Regions from separate parts of the Rattus norvegicus genome. Here region 2 is linked to region 1. A link is a contact called in public Hi-C data. All regions are on one chromosome and are shown on one strand. The core of a region is the stretch at or near the end of the contact, and the rest is flanking DNA. Distances in the headings are between cores, read along the strand shown.

Region 1 (4,306 bases), core at 522-3,021:
ACCTCCCCTCATATAGTTTCTGAAAATCCCAGCAGCTGCGGGAGCCTGTGCCCTCCCTGTCCCCTACCCTCACCTCTTTGGGCGTCCCTGTTGCTGGCATTCCCAGCCACGCTGTAGCTTTCTTTTTGCTGCTATCTGAGTTGGAATGTGGATTTTCGTTTCACAAGGGAGTCCTTGGGAGAAAGTAGAGTTGACTGAAAAAGGAAAATTTCTGGAAACCCAGAAATTTTGAGATCTGAAATCCATTAGCCCAGGCTTAACCCTACTTAATAAACATGTGATTTGGAACAAGTTACCCAATCCAGGCTTGGTTTCCTCATCTATAGAAGGGGCATAAGAAAAATGTCTAAATGCTGTGGGAAAAGAGACAACCACATTGTACTTGCAAACAAGGTGGGTGGTTTACTTTTTCTCCCCAGACCTCTGGGTTTTTTGTCTGTAATAACCAGAGGATGTGGGCGCACACATTTCTGCTTGGAAACCAAAATGTCTACTTGTAGATCCTAAGCATCTCCTACCCACAGCATTTGGGAGACTGAAGCAGGAGACAGGGGGACTTTGAAGTCAACCTGGGTTTCGTAACAAGAACCCCTCTCAAATCATCACACCTACTCACACTCATTCACACATAAACACACATAAATACACACATATACACAGAAGCATTCACCCACACACACACAAAGATACACTCATAAAGACAACACACACACACACACATAAATACTCTTCCAAACACTCACACACAAGCACTCACACAGACACACAGACACAAACATACACAAGCACTCAAACACATACACAAACACAGACATCCCCCCCCAACACACACACACACAAAGACACACAGAGACATTCACACACAGAGACTCACATGGACATCAGAGGACAATTTTTCCTTTCACTGTGTGGGTCCAAAGATGGTCATGAGGCTTGGTGGCACGTGCCTTTATTCCCTGAACAGCCTTGAAGGAGCCAGTCTGGATTTTCTCATTATTTTTCTGCTTCTCAGAAAGGGTCTGTGCCAAAGATCTGTCCTCTCTACTTTGCCTTAGAACAGAAACATCCAAAGAGACCAGCCCCCAAAATGTCATTTCTTCAACCAACAAAACAAGGTCCTCTGAACACATCTACAGGGGAGTGTCTGCCCCTGCTTCTTATATCCATGCTTCTAGGCCTGGCACTGTACACAGCCATCTTGTTGGGTGTGCTCGATTGCTTCAGAGCAGAGACCACCAGCATGCTTCCTTTCACCTCTTAGGTAAACGTGTCACCAACAAAGTCAATGACAATTCCACCTGGGACTTTTAACACACACTTACACTTCTCTCTTTCACATACACACATACACTCACACATATGCCCTTTCTCACGCATGCACATACAGTCACACACACACACACAAACACACACACACAAACACACATGTTCACATGTTCACTTGCCTGTTTAAAATGATGTATTTGGCCTGAGGTCAAGTAAGGGCTTTTTGTTAGTCTGAAGTCATTTTCAGGACTGGGGGAGGCCATTTCCACCTCTGACTTCCTCTCTAAAGGTTAATAAAAATGTCAGTGATGGACCAAATCCAGGGGTCGCTGGCAGCCCTTACAGCATCACCGATAAAGCCCAGCCACACCCTTTTCTCACACCAGGTGCCAACACTGCAACCTTCAGAGGAAAACTTTTCTCATGAACCGGAGCTAGCAGGAAAATCCAGAAAGGCTGGGGGTGGATCCAAAGCTCTGACTTGCTATCTTTTCCAGCAATGAGTCACTCACTCATCCAGCATATATAAACATAAGGCAGTAGATGAGTCACTCGCCCATCCAGCATATATAAACATGAGGCAGTGGGTTTTTTTCTCCCTGAACTAGGAGACAACTCACATAACAGATTCATCATTTTAAAGTTTACAAGTCAGTGTTTTGAATATGTCAGTCCGCATACCACACCGCCACACTCATGTTCTTGAGCCCTTCCATCATCAGAAGGAGGCCAGTACCCAACCTCCCATCTCTCCCTGGTACCGTCCTCCCCCAGTCTCTGGCAATCAGTACTCTCCTTTCTGTCATTATAATGCTGGTGTTTGGAAAATTGTATGAAAATGCAATCAGAAAATATGTGCTCTTTTATATGTGGCTTATTTAGCATAGTGTTTCAAAAGTTTGTTCGTGTCTGTGGTATCTGACAGCACCATCTTATTTCTTATTTCCAAAAAAAAAAAAAAAAAAGCCCACTGTATCTACACACACCTTTTATTTATCCATTCATCAGCTGATGGACGTTTGGGTTGTTTCTACTTAATAGCTTTCATGGATTCTGCCTAGATGTATATGCATGTATGAGTGTTCCAGTGGTTTTGATTCTCTTGGACATTGTCTTTGTGCTGTGAAGAGACACCATGACCAAGGCAATCTTTTTTTTTTTTAAGATTTATTTATTATATATGAGACACTATAGCTGTCTTCAGACACACCAGAAGAGGGCATCGGATCTCATTATAGACGGTTACCATGTGGTCGCTGGGAATTGAACTCAGGATCTCTGGAAGAGCAGTCAATACTCTTAACCATTGAGCCATCTCTCCAGCCCCTGGCATGGACTTTTTTTTTTTTTCGGAGCTGGGGATCGAACCCAGGGCCTTGCACTTGCTAGGCAAGCGCTCTACCACTGAGCCAAATCCCCAACCCTTGGCATGGACTTTTGAAACTTCTTTCTTTTTTTTTTTTTTTTTGGTTCTCTTTTTTTTTTTCTGGAGCTGGGGACCGAACCCAGGGCCTTGTGCTTCCTAGGTAAGCGCTCTACCACTGAGCTAAATCCCCAGCCCCAACTTTTGAAACTTCAAAACTCACCCTGAATGACATATTCCTCTAACTAGACCACACCTCCTAATCCTTTCCAAACAGTTCCACCACGGGGCACAAAACATTTAAATACATGAACCTACAGGGTTGTTCTCATTCAAACCAACACAGACATACACCATGAGAAAAACTTCTGGGCTACATGGTAGAGTTAACTGAGAACCTGCCAGGCTGTTTTCATCTCTCCCCCTGCTGCTATGCTAGGAGGATACAGTAAAGCAGTGGGCCAGACAGGCCTGGTCACTACCTGCTAGAGTCTGGAACTCAGCACAGTGGGAAGCATAAAACAGACAAATGCAAAAGTAGGTGTCAGTGTAGTTGCAGAAATGCCAGAATGGGGAAGTGTAGGCTGCACTGAATCTGTCCTGTAAGAAGACCTATCTGAGGGCATGGTGGTGTCCTAGTTTGCTTTCTATTGCTGTGATAAAGATCATGAAGAAGAGGGACTTGGGGAAGAGAGGGTTTATTTCATCTGACAGCTTACAGTCCACTGGAAGGGAAGTTAGGGCAGGTGCTCAAGGCAGGAACCCAGACAGGAACTGAAGCAGAGGCCACAGAGGAACATTGCTTGTTGGTTTGCTCTGTTCGCTTTCTTATACAATGCAGGACCACTGCCCAGAAGTAATACTGCCCACATCAATCACTAATCAAGAACATGCCCCACAGGCTTGTCTTTCACTGATCAGATAGAAGCATTTTCTCAGTTGAGGTTTCCTTCTCACAGAAGACCCTCAAGCACAGAGAGCAGAAACGCAGATCTCCTGGGACAGTCAGCCCCAAGGCTAGCTGCCACAACAAACAGAACCACTCCCAACCAACCAACATGGAGGAGTTCAGATTTGGTGGTTTTCAGAAAGTCCCCACCATTTGAGGGCATAGAAACTCTACCCAGGGGCTCTGGGTATCCTTTGAGTAATTTATGGAAACGTTTAGAAATGGAAATACAAGTTAGAAAATGGGGGATAAGGCATGAGAGTGATTATTATATTCTGTTTTATTTGGGATGCTGGGGATTGAACCCAGGACTCTATGAAGGCTAGGCACATGCTGTGCTCTACCACTGAGCTACACCCCATACAAAGGTGTCATTGAAGAGCCTCTCATGCTGACTTGCTCTGGGTCACTCATTGTGAAGAATCCCAGGCCACACCCCTCTTTAAGGTCAAAGAGGACCGATTCCTCTCCTGGCCCACTCACCTGCAGCCTGAGACCCGTACCGATGTCGTCAGCTGTTCTCAGCCTTCATCCTAAAAGCACCTCCCTTCCATCATATAAAGCAGGATGCATTGGTCTAGCTCTCACTGGGTAGATAGAGGGTCACTGTGAAAATGTTAGCTATCCTCCAGTAACATGGAACTTTAGCCTTAGAGGGTTAAAGTTACTTTTTTTTTTTTCTTTTCAAGACAGGGTCTCACTATGTAGCTCTGGCTGTCCTGGAACTA
Region 2 (4,306 bases), core at 1,172-3,671, 100 kb before region 1:
TGGACTGTGAACAGGGCTGGAGCTGTCCCTGCCTCCTGCCTCCACCTGCGCTTCTGCCCTGCATCCCTGTGTGTCTGCATGCCGTGGTGTCCCCGGTGTGCGGGCTTCATGACCACCTGAGCATCTCGACACCATTGTCTGTCGTGTACGTGTACGTTTGTGCAAATGGAACTACATGCGCCCCTGAGCCACCTCCATCCAACACTTGAATACCAACTGGGTTGGGAGGAATAAAATTTGCTTAAATCCGAGTGTTTCTCTGGGGGAGGAGTGAGCCCCTAGGGGAGATCCTTGCTGAGCAGCCAGCCATTCACCAGATTGGAAAAGCAGCCCCTGTCTGTACCAGAAAGCAACCAGATGGCTAATCAAATGAACACCAGGCCCAGGGCCTCCTGGAGACAACCTTCTTCCTGCTGCAGCTTCTTCCCAAGCCTTAAAGATGCAGGGGGGAGGACGTAACTCCAAATCACCTTTGATGTGAGAAAGAGGATGGAGCCCATGCAGACAGAAAGCCCAACCTCGTTTTGGAGAGGTCCTCCTAAGCTCACTGCAGCCCCCTTTGACTGCCCTTGACAGCCTCTTCCCATCTCAGGAAGGTTCAGTTGTCTGCTGCGCCTTCTCATGGATTGGCCGGGGTGCTGTGGCTCTCCTGTCTGTGCAGTCTGGTGTCGGGTCCTGTAGTATATACACATGCCACATCGCTTCTTGTAAAAGCTCTTACTAATGCATGTCGCTTCCTGCTGGAGTTACGAATGGGAGTGGACCAAGCACCCTTACCCTGCCTGCATAGTGCATCCCACAGGCAGCACCCTGTGGGCCTTGATCCAACCTTCCCCTTCCCGTGTGTGCACATGCAATGACTGAGCTGCCAAACCATCACTGTGCACTGCCACTACTGCCCCTGCCTCTGCATGTTAGAGGGCATTCCGGTAAAAATCAGTCACTTCCCACAGGTAAGTGTGAGGCCAAGCCAGAGAGACAAGGCATCACAAGAAGCAACACTCGGAATGAAGTCGGAGTGTTTGGGGTCTGGTCTCTGGTTCTGTTTAACTTGTGTGGCTTTGGAACCTCCCCATCCCATCCCCAAGTCTCTTCTCTTGCCTTATAAAGGTCTTTCCGTAGGGTTACAGAAAGTCCACATTCCCATGTGTCAGTGATGCAGCCTTTCAAGGGAAAAGCTGGGGGAAATGACTTTCCTGTTTTCCTCCCATCTGCTCCTAACTCTGAGACCCCCAGCAAATACTGTGAAGCAGGATGGGGAAGGAGAGGTGACAGCCTAGGGCATTTGGCCATGTCCCTGTTTGAGGGAAGAGCTGAGGTTCAAACCTGCATAGTGCCAGCAGTGGAGCCCTGAGGGGTCCTGATTGTTTCTTTGTGCCTTCAGCCAGAGTGTAACTCAAGAGGACGTTCTGACAAGGGGCCGGCACCCTCTCTGCCGTATGTGCCTTCCCTTCCCCTGGGAAAGGGTCTCTGGGCTCCCCTAAGTGTTCTTCATCGCCCAGGCCTTGCTGACTCAGACTCTCCAGTGTCTTATTTGAGGGAAGGTGTTTTCTCCTAGGAGGGAGGAGCGTGAGCTCTCATGGTGTTAAAGAGTGCGAGTTCCCTCCAAGCTCAAGACCTCTTCCTACACACCGCTGTTTCAGGGTCCCTGCAGGGGTGCTGGGATTACAGGAGTGACACCCCTTTATGACATGGATGCTGGCTGGGGGTTGGAGGGCACTGTAACAAGAAACAATCTCAGTTTGGAACCAACATACCCTTCCTGACTCCAGGTCCCCAGGCTAGACCTGGTGTGCAGTGTAGGGGGACCCTGGGAACAAGGCCACTCCAAACAGTATCCAAGTGGGTGTTCTTCATGGTCAACCTTGAGCAGGAACAGTCTTACTCAGGATGGTTCACAGACACTGCATTTTAAGTGTGACCTTCCATGAATGGCCACACAGCCGACTTCCCTTGAGACAGGCTGAGCGTCAGAGTAGGGCTGTGGGGTGATCTGAATCTTGCTGGTCTTCCTTCCTGTCTCAGAGGCTTTGGGAGAACAGCCAGCACTTGTGAGTGAGGGGCAATACCCCAGGGACTGTGCAGGCACTGGGATCGGGGTCTATGGCCACCTTTGTGGCAAGGCCTTGCTAGCTCCAGCCAGTTGCCCCCAGCAGCCCAGAGCTTTACTCAGCAGCCAGCAGCTGGCAGTAGGGCTCTGACGTTGGCGGATGCTGTGGGTGGGGGGCAGCAGCTGTGTTTCTTCTTGCCTGAAGAGCCTTCCCAGTCCTTGCCCCTCCCCACCCATGAAGAGCAGCTTTTTCAGACATTTTGCCTCAAATGCAAATCCTTTGTTCCAAATGGGCAGTCTCAGCCCAGAACAGACGTCAGCTTTGCCCCAAACTTGGGCGTGTTTCTGTCTCCCCAGGATGCCTGAGTCAGCGTGGCAAGGGTGTGTCCGCCTGCAGTCTGGCACTGCGCCCTGGCTCCCTGGAGAAACCTGCTCTCTTTCTGGACATTACCCACAGCAGGGTGTGCCCAGCTCTCTCTTCCCTATGCCAGATGCTAATGTCTGGTCCTTCTGCTGTAAAATCTCCCCCAAGTTCCTTGTTTCAAGCTGTATGTCCTCCTGTTCCCCGATACTGATGGACTCAGCATGAGACTCAGCTCGCTAACATTTGGAAGGACCTCAGAAGTGGATGGGGAACCGGTGGCCAAGATCCAGGTCACCAAGAAACCCAGCCGCCACCAGCTCCTCTAAAGTCAGCACACAGGTCATGCACATTGAAAACCACTCTGAAGACACCTCCCTCGCTCTCCTCTGGGGACAGTGGACCAGATCTCCCGTGTCCAAGAGAAACCTACAAACTGATTCCCCACTTCCTTTTGCTTTGTTCTGGGGCCTGTACCATCCTCCCTCCATCTCACCCAAGTGCCCCAGTAGACATATCAGATGACAGCTGGCCATTGGGGTGTAGAATTGAGCCTCTTTACTTCCAAACCCCACTTCTGGGAGCCCCTCACCATCTCTTGGCCTGCCATCTGCAGGGCTGCTTGCCATCTGCCACAGTTTGCCTTTCCTTCCCCACCCCCACACTTCTGGTTCAGCACAGCCTCTCCTTTCTCCTTTGGGGTCTCTGTCTACCCCAAGTCTTCATGTGTCCCTATCTTTGGCTGCTTTTCAACTCGGCAAACCGAGTCTTTTTCTTCTCTTGAGAACAGCTGTCTTCAAGCAGCCTTTACAAACTGTCTAGACATCCCTTCTTTCTCAGAGCCCAGGAGCCAAGACATCAGACACTGGGGAGAATAAACATCCTGAACTGGCTCTGCTCACCCGGCTCTCACCTGGTACTGTTCGGTTGCCTAAGGCATCTAGCACTGTGTCTTTTGTGGTGCAAACCCCATTTCCAGCTCCTTCCAGTGTAGCTTGGATGTGATTGCACCACCTTAACGAGTTGGCCACATGCCTTATGTAAGCTGGCACATCTTTAGACTGAGAACCTCATCGGGTGATATTTTCTTCAGGAGCCATGGTACTTCTATACACACACAAACACACCTAGACTGAATAGAAAGAGCATTGTGTTTGGAGCTAGGCAGACCTATTTCCCACCTTTGTTAGATATGTGACTGTGGGCAGGTTTCTTGTTCCCCCTAGTCTGTACAACAGGCTGAAAGGCTTGCAAGACAGAATGTGTGTAGAGAACTTGGCACTTAGCACATGGTCATTTAGATACCGTCATCCTCACCCGGACCCTTCATCTTTTAGAAGAACCTTCCCCCATGTAGACCCTAACATTACCAAGGTTGTAGACACTGACCAGCCTGGAGACCTCCATCCTTGACACTCCCTCTATGTCTGTTCTAGGCTAGTGTTCCAGAACTTATGTCACTGCTAATGTGGAGCAGTCTATTCTGAGGTCCACCCATGCCCCCTGGCTCTCACCAACATTAACAGTAGAGAAAACTCTGTCAGCAGGGTCCTTTTGCTTACGGGTACATCTTAATTCACTGAGCATCACTGTGGTCCTGAGTCAGGATATTTTGGCCTGTGGAATTAATGGTCTGTCTGCAGTCCCCCACACCACCTGCTGGCGGATCCTGGAAATGCATTTTTTCTTTTTCTTTTTCTTTTCTTTTTTTTTTTTTATAAATTTATTTTTTAAGATTTTATTTTATTGTATGAGTACACTGTAGCTGCCTTCAGACACACCAGAAGAGGGCATCAGATCTCATTACAGATGGTTGTGAGCCACCATGTGGTTGCTGGGATTTGAACTCAGGACCTCAGAAAGAGCAGTCAATGCTCTTAACCACTGAGCCACCT

The links. A called contact is a pair of places that touch in the nucleus more often than the background predicts.
Region 2: a contact with region 1 is called in a Hi-C map of the A7r5 cell line, with 5 times the contacts expected there. The contact joins two enhancer-like sites. A contact is called at or near these places in 10 of 12 Hi-C or Micro-C datasets (the A7r5 cell line, Schwann cells, frontal cortex and 5 more) and 1 of 1 datasets of contacts at active chromatin or transcription factors (oligodendrocytes).

The regions. Positions count from the first base shown.
Region 1 is chr6:100,950,901-100,955,206 of GRCr8, reverse strand. No RefSeq gene overlaps it. Among named protein-coding and RNA genes, the nearest start is that of Rps17l1, 17 kb to the left of the region's middle. Within about 2 kb of position 1,771, at least 17 of the 93 cell types and tissues checked have an H3K27ac peak or open chromatin away from gene starts, as enhancers often do. A contact at or near this core is called in the A7r5 cell line, where this site is marked.
Region 2 is chr6:101,056,141-101,060,446 of GRCr8, reverse strand. It overlaps a transcript of Sptb not described here. Among named protein-coding and RNA genes, the nearest start is that of Plekhg3, 59 kb to the right of the region's middle. Within about 2 kb of position 2,421, at least 31 of the 93 cell types and tissues checked have an H3K27ac peak or open chromatin away from gene starts, as enhancers often do. A contact at or near this core is called in the A7r5 cell line, where this site is marked.